2 separate regions of the Mus musculus genome follow, and region 1 is linked to region 2. The links are chromatin contacts, called in public HiChIP or PLAC-seq maps. All regions are on one chromosome and are shown on one strand. Each heading gives the region's core, a stretch centred on a gene start, on an enhancer-like site or on the middle of the called end of the contact. The rest is flanking DNA. Distances are from core to core; before and after follow the strand shown. Region 1 holds the start of Csnk1g1 (casein kinase 1, gamma 1). Region 2 overlaps Zfp609 (zinc finger protein 609).

What was found. HiChIP or PLAC-seq counts read pairs in DNA pulled down with a chosen protein or histone mark.
Region 1: an H3K27ac HiChIP or PLAC-seq map of the HPC-7 cell line shows a contact between it and region 2, with 7 times the contacts expected there. The contact joins the promoter of Csnk1g1 here to the enhancer-like site in region 2. A contact is called at or near these places in 1 of 39 promoter capture datasets (hippocampal neurons), 3 of 115 datasets of contacts at active chromatin or transcription factors (the HPC-7 cell line, embryonic basal ganglia and forebrain) and 3 of 9 other capture datasets (adipose tissue, liver and pancreatic islet).

What each region holds. Positions count from the first base shown.
Region 1 is chr9:65,907,687-65,910,491 of GRCm38.p6, forward strand. Csnk1g1 (casein kinase 1, gamma 1) reads left to right here and starts at 1,324. Exons shown (of 14, transcript NM_173185.2): 1 at 1,324-1,482. It overlaps Trip4 (thyroid hormone receptor interactor 4), which reads right to left and starts at 1,108. Exons shown (of 14, transcript NM_001357872.1): 1 at 753-1,108.
Region 2 is chr9:65,692,161-65,694,860 of GRCm38.p6, forward strand. It overlaps Zfp609 (zinc finger protein 609), which reads right to left. Exons shown (of 10, transcript NM_172536.3): 10 at 1-2,700. Among named protein-coding and RNA genes, the nearest start is that of Oaz2, 17 kb to the left of the region's middle. Within about 2 kb of position 1,366, at least 73 of the 459 cell types and tissues checked have an H3K27ac peak or open chromatin away from gene starts, as enhancers often do. A contact at or near this core is called in the HPC-7 cell line, where this site is marked.

The DNA.
Region 1 (2,805 bases), core at 74-2,573, 220 kb after region 2:
AGGTGGGTCTCTGAATTCAGGGCCAGCCTGGTCTACATAGACATTACCTGATCAGTCATCCAGGGCTTCAAAGTGAGATTCAGACTCAAAAAATAATACAGTCAAGTGATGGTTTTATCCCCCACCCCAGGTTTCTCTAAAAATATAATTACTATAATTATAGGGGTCGTTACAGGGGGTTATTTTGTTGGCTTTGGTCTCCACCATAGTTTTCCAGTTTTTTCAAAGAGTGAACTTATGCCTCGGGTATGTTAGGTAAAATGTTTTAAAACTGGGACTGACCATGTAGTCTAGGCCTTGGAGTTACTATCCTCGCTTTTCCTCTGGAGTCTAAGCATTACAGGTCTGCTTGTCATGTCCAGTAAATGAGTCTCCTTGCCTCCCTTCCTTTCTTCGATGCCTGGGAATCGAACTAAAGACCTTGGGCATGCCAGGCAAGTTTTGTATCACAGACCTAAATCCCCAGCCTAAATGAGGGTTTTTATGGACACCTTTCTTAGTCACCGTATAGGTATGTTGGTTTATTCTGATGGGAGGCTTAGTTGTCTTCCTACTCAAGCGAGATTACCGGCATTCTTTGTCTCCCCCAACTCCCCCGTTTTATGGAATAACAATAATAATATTACTCTGGTCAATTTTCATAGACTCAAATATAGCTAGGTTATTTCCAGGTCACACATAAAAACGTTAAATCCTTAAAAAAAAAAAAAAAAAGAAAAAAGAAAAGACAAGGTAAGACAAAACTTTCTTACCCACTTCACTGTTCGACTTCTGGAGCCGGTTCAGAACGAAATGCATGCAAAAGTCTGGTTGAAACGACAGGAAATCCACCAGAGGGAGATGCTTGCTAGACAGTGAGAAAGAAGCTCCCGCAAGGGGCCTGGAGAGGAGCTTTGGGAGGAGCTGCCGAGATGGCCCAGGATTCCAGGAGGTGTGTGTAGTTTGGAGCTGGTGTCAGAGACCAACTGATGGAAGCAGCTACGTTGGGCCTACTACCTGCTGCAGCGAAGGGTTTACCTGGCCTAACATTGTAAACTAAAGGCCTAAAAACATTTCCAAATGAGAAAACGAAGCTCCCAACCCACTTACCAACAGTCCCCGAAGAAATGGGGGGGGAAGGGGGGTATTTAAAGGCACTTCCGCTTAGCAACCCCACGCTGTTGCTAAGGAGGGGCCGCAGCATTAACGACCCGGAAGTGGTGGTCTGAATTTCACAGCGACGACAGGGGTTTGTCCTATCAGAAGAACGAGGATGCTCTGCGGCTCCAGGAGGTGGGTGGGACCTGCATTAGTACTTCCGGCTTGGCTCGGCCGCCCCTCAACTGGTCTTCCCCCTCCCCTCCGCCTCCTCCGCTCCCTCCGCTCCCTCCCGCTCCTGGGAAAGCAAAGCTGCGGCTTAAGGGGTGGTTGAGAGAAGCAGTAGGCGCCTCGGGGAGGGGACCGCGCCCGCCCCCTTGGAACACTGGAGCACCGCTGATTTAGGTAGGTACTCTGGCTTCGACTGGGTCTGGGAGACTGGAGTCTGAGATGTGTGTGTGTGTGTACGTGTGTGTGTGGGGGGGGTGGGGTGGGGGCTTTAGGAGCCCTTCGCTGGGGCGGGGCAGTGGACTCGGGAATCCCGGGTGGGGCGCGGGCCTGTCCGTGGAGGGTTGCGGGGGCGGGACAGAGGGACCAGGGTCCCTGCGTGCAAAGAGTTGCGGGTTGCGGGTTAGACCCGGTCGCAGGAGGCGCCCTTTCTGAAGCAGGGACTTCGGCCAATGCAGACCGGGAGTTTCCCACCTGGAGTGCCAGCTCCGAAAAGAAGGGGGAGCATCATCCAGGGCCGAAATCAAGGGTATAGACTTGGAGAGGTGACTGTGGTCATCCTGTGCTTCACATTGTCCGCGTCCCGGACTCTCTGTTGGGACAGAGCCGGGCTTCGAGGGCTTGTAAGGGTTTCGTGTCGGCTGGGCACCGTGGAGCCGCCCTTGGCAGAGGTAGGGCAGAAGAGTGGGTAATGAGACCTCCCTCCACCCAACTTCCGTGCGCTTCCCCCGCTTCTTCCTTTATTGCTCTCTCGGCAGGGCGCCCTATAGGAGCGTTGTCCCCTAAGTGGGTACGCATCACGTCGTAAAACAAGAGTGTGAAACTGGGTTTGTTGCCCCCGGATGATTTTTCGGATATTTGCAAAGTGCCAGAATGGCATATTCTAGCAGTCTCCCAGACCGATATGAGTCTGGTATGAATTTTCTTAGAAAATGCAATACTGGAAGGCATCTGACTATATTCAAACGTAGCCTTGTAAATGAGCATGCTTTAAAAAAACCACTAGGAAATCCATATTTAGAGGTCTAGATGAGACATGTTTAGGCAAGCCTTTTTCAACCTCTTTCTCACCTGCCAGTAATCCTTTTGTGGTTTAAACGAATTAGAAATGCTATCTTCATTTTGTTTAAGTGACTGAATTGTAGGAAGTATAGTATATGTCTTAGAAGAACTAGTGAACATTTAGAGAGACAAGGGACAAGAGTCCCTTTCCAATGATTGAACTCTCTCTTAATCTTTTAAGGAGATAATTATGTTCAAGTGGAAGTATTGGCTTTGAGAAAGATAATTCTGGGAATGAACCCGCCTTTGCCTCTTAACTAGTTGTTGACTTTGGTCAAGTCACAGACTAACAGTTTCAGCCTCTTCACAAGGAGGAATTAAATTCTAGTCAGTGTCAAAAGAGAGGTGATTACTTATATAACTCCATTTAAAACAAGCACCTTTGAATTTCAAGGTTGTCATTAGTCAACATAGTTAAGGGAGCCCAACTTAGTGGAA
Region 2 (2,700 bases), core at 116-2,615:
ATCAGCCAGTGGCCAAGCTGGAAAACAATGCTGGACAGGAAGAAGCTACAGGGCAGGTGGGCACACTGGGTTCAACAGCTTGCTGTCAGCCAGGAAAGGGGAAGCTGAGGGTGGGTATGGAGCAGGGCTAGAGAAAAGACAGGGAAGCTGAGGGGGGAACAGAACAGCTAGGGGAGGAGGCAGCAGCTCAGCAGCAAACTCCAGGAGAAATAACCAGCAGCCCTCACAGATTTGTGATTGTCTCTTAAAAAGATTTATTTTCTCTTCTTGCCTGAATGTACAAAGGCAAAAAGAGTACAGTTTGTATATATATATATTTATATATATATATATAAAAAAACAAGGAACTTGGTAATGTACACTTTACAGAAGGGAAGAATCAGGAAGACTGAAATTAAATTCAACAGAGCAACGCCAATGGAACAAAAGCTATGAACAGCAACACTGTCCCTCCAGCCCGAGCCTCCAGCTTGCCCCAACCTGCTCCCAGTGGGAGGGCTGAGCACCAAGGCAAGCGGGTGGGCTGGGGCAGGAGGGGCTAGGGATAAGGCCTGGGAGGGGCCCATGGCAGGGAATCACTGGAAAGTTTCCTTGGAAACTAGTAATAAATGACAAAGGCCCAGAATAATGGGCCAGCTAGCTGCCCAGCTGAATCTTGGGGGCCATCAGAGTACACAGATAAGGTATATGGGGTAAGTGATGAGGCCTCAAATCTATATCCAATTCTCTAGCCCTTCTGCAGAACTAACTCCCTTAAACTAAGTCCCCCCCACCCCACCCTGGAGCCTGGAGAGAAGGTGCATGAAAGGATCATTTCACAGGGTACCCTCTTACCCTTCTATGTTTCTTTGACCTTGAGATGTGTGGAGAGAGTAGGCTTAGTGGAGACTACATGTACAAGTATAAGATGGGGAAATGAGGAAGTAGATGTGAGTCCTAAGCAGCAGCTGGCAAGCGGTAGCTGCCCTTCCTCAGGGTGAGGCCCCTACTTCCTATAGCTTCTCTTCCACATGAGTCCCTGGAGATCATTAAGAGCAAGAGCATGGGCAGGGTGGCTTAGTGAGAGGCTTGGTTTGGTGGTCTGCACCAGATCCTGTCTTTCTGACTAGGTGTGGAGGTGGACAGTTTTGAAGCACTAGTCAGGAGTTTCCACAGCTGGAGCTGTAGTGTATGTAATACTACTTCAGAGCGGGAAGACCGGACTCAGACTAGGGACCAGGAGGGAGGAGCTGAGAACACAGGGTCATTTTTCTACTGCTAATCTCGTTTCAGAGCAGCACCTGTTTTTCAAGGGGCACTTGGGTAGAGGGAACAAAAAGCTGACTTGTTTCTAACGGGAAGAGGGGAGAGAGACAGACAGAGGGAGGGAAGGGAAGGGGAGAGGGGAGAGAGAGAAAGCTGTTCCTTCTGCAGAATCTAAGGCTGTCTTGCAAATACAGACACACCTCTGTTATAAAATGAAAAAAGTGGAAAGGGCAGGAATGTGGGCCATGCCTACCCAGTGAAAAACAAAATTGCTCCAATGTTTTTTTTTTTACAATATGTACAAAGCACACTGCAAACCAGTGCCACAGATACATACAAAACACAATATTTAAAAAAAACAGGAACAGATGGGAGCATGGCTCTACTCACTAGTCTTGTGGGGAGAAGCATAATTAGGCGACAGTCACTTTCTTAGTAAGGGTAATGGGTTAGATAAGATGTTATCTCCAACATCTACCTCCACGAATGAAAGGGGGTCACTACCCAGACTCCTGCTGGGGCAGCATGTGGCAGAGGGGACAATGGTGGCGAGGAGGCTGTTTAGACAAAAGGATTTTCCCAAGTGCCCAGAACCCAACTCAAAAAAAAAAAACAAGGACTTGGAAACAGGAAAGGTTTGGAGGTCAGAGATGCTAACTACCAAAGCCTGATTATATACATGGAGGGTTCATGAGTTCTCGGGAGCTAGCTTCTCTTGGGCTTTGTGCTTAATGTCTCCCACCACCCCACTTTCCCAAAGAAGTTAGAGCCACCTACCTTCCTGCTCTCAAACTGTCACTTTTGACATTCTTGTTTCAAGCTCCCGATTAGCCTAAGCTGGTATCTGTGCATCTTTCTCTCTCTCTTGCAGTCCAAAGGGCAAAAACAGGAGGAAAGGGCTTCAAAGGGATGGTACCCTGCAATAGCAAAGACCTAAAAAACATCCCACATGCTGGGAAGACGTGACTCCAACAAAGCTAGGTCATCACTTTTTCCTAACATGACTTTGTAGCTCAGGAGAACAGAGAAATGCCTGCCACCTCAAAGCCTTATCCACTGTGTCCACTCTGACTTGGGCATATAATGCTTGGATATGCTGTTTTAGGGTCTAAGGAGCAAATCATCTCCCCTTGGCCAGTGGCCCCTAAAACATAAACGTGTGTTATAAAGACACTCCTCATATTGGCACGTACGGAGTTACAGAGTGAACTGTATAAAATCATGTACCTGTAGACAGAGGAACTGGGATGGATATATTTGTGACCCTAAATGAGGATACTCAGATAACTGAATGTCTCCAAGAACAGCCTGCCTTCTGGTTGCTGCTCTAAAGTGATGTGGCAGGCTCCAAGGTTACCCATGCTGGGAGGAAGTCTATTAATACTGCCTGAGTTGTAGAAGCCAAGCAGTAGAAGTGAGGTCAGTATGGGGAATCCCCCCTGGGAAAGGCACCAA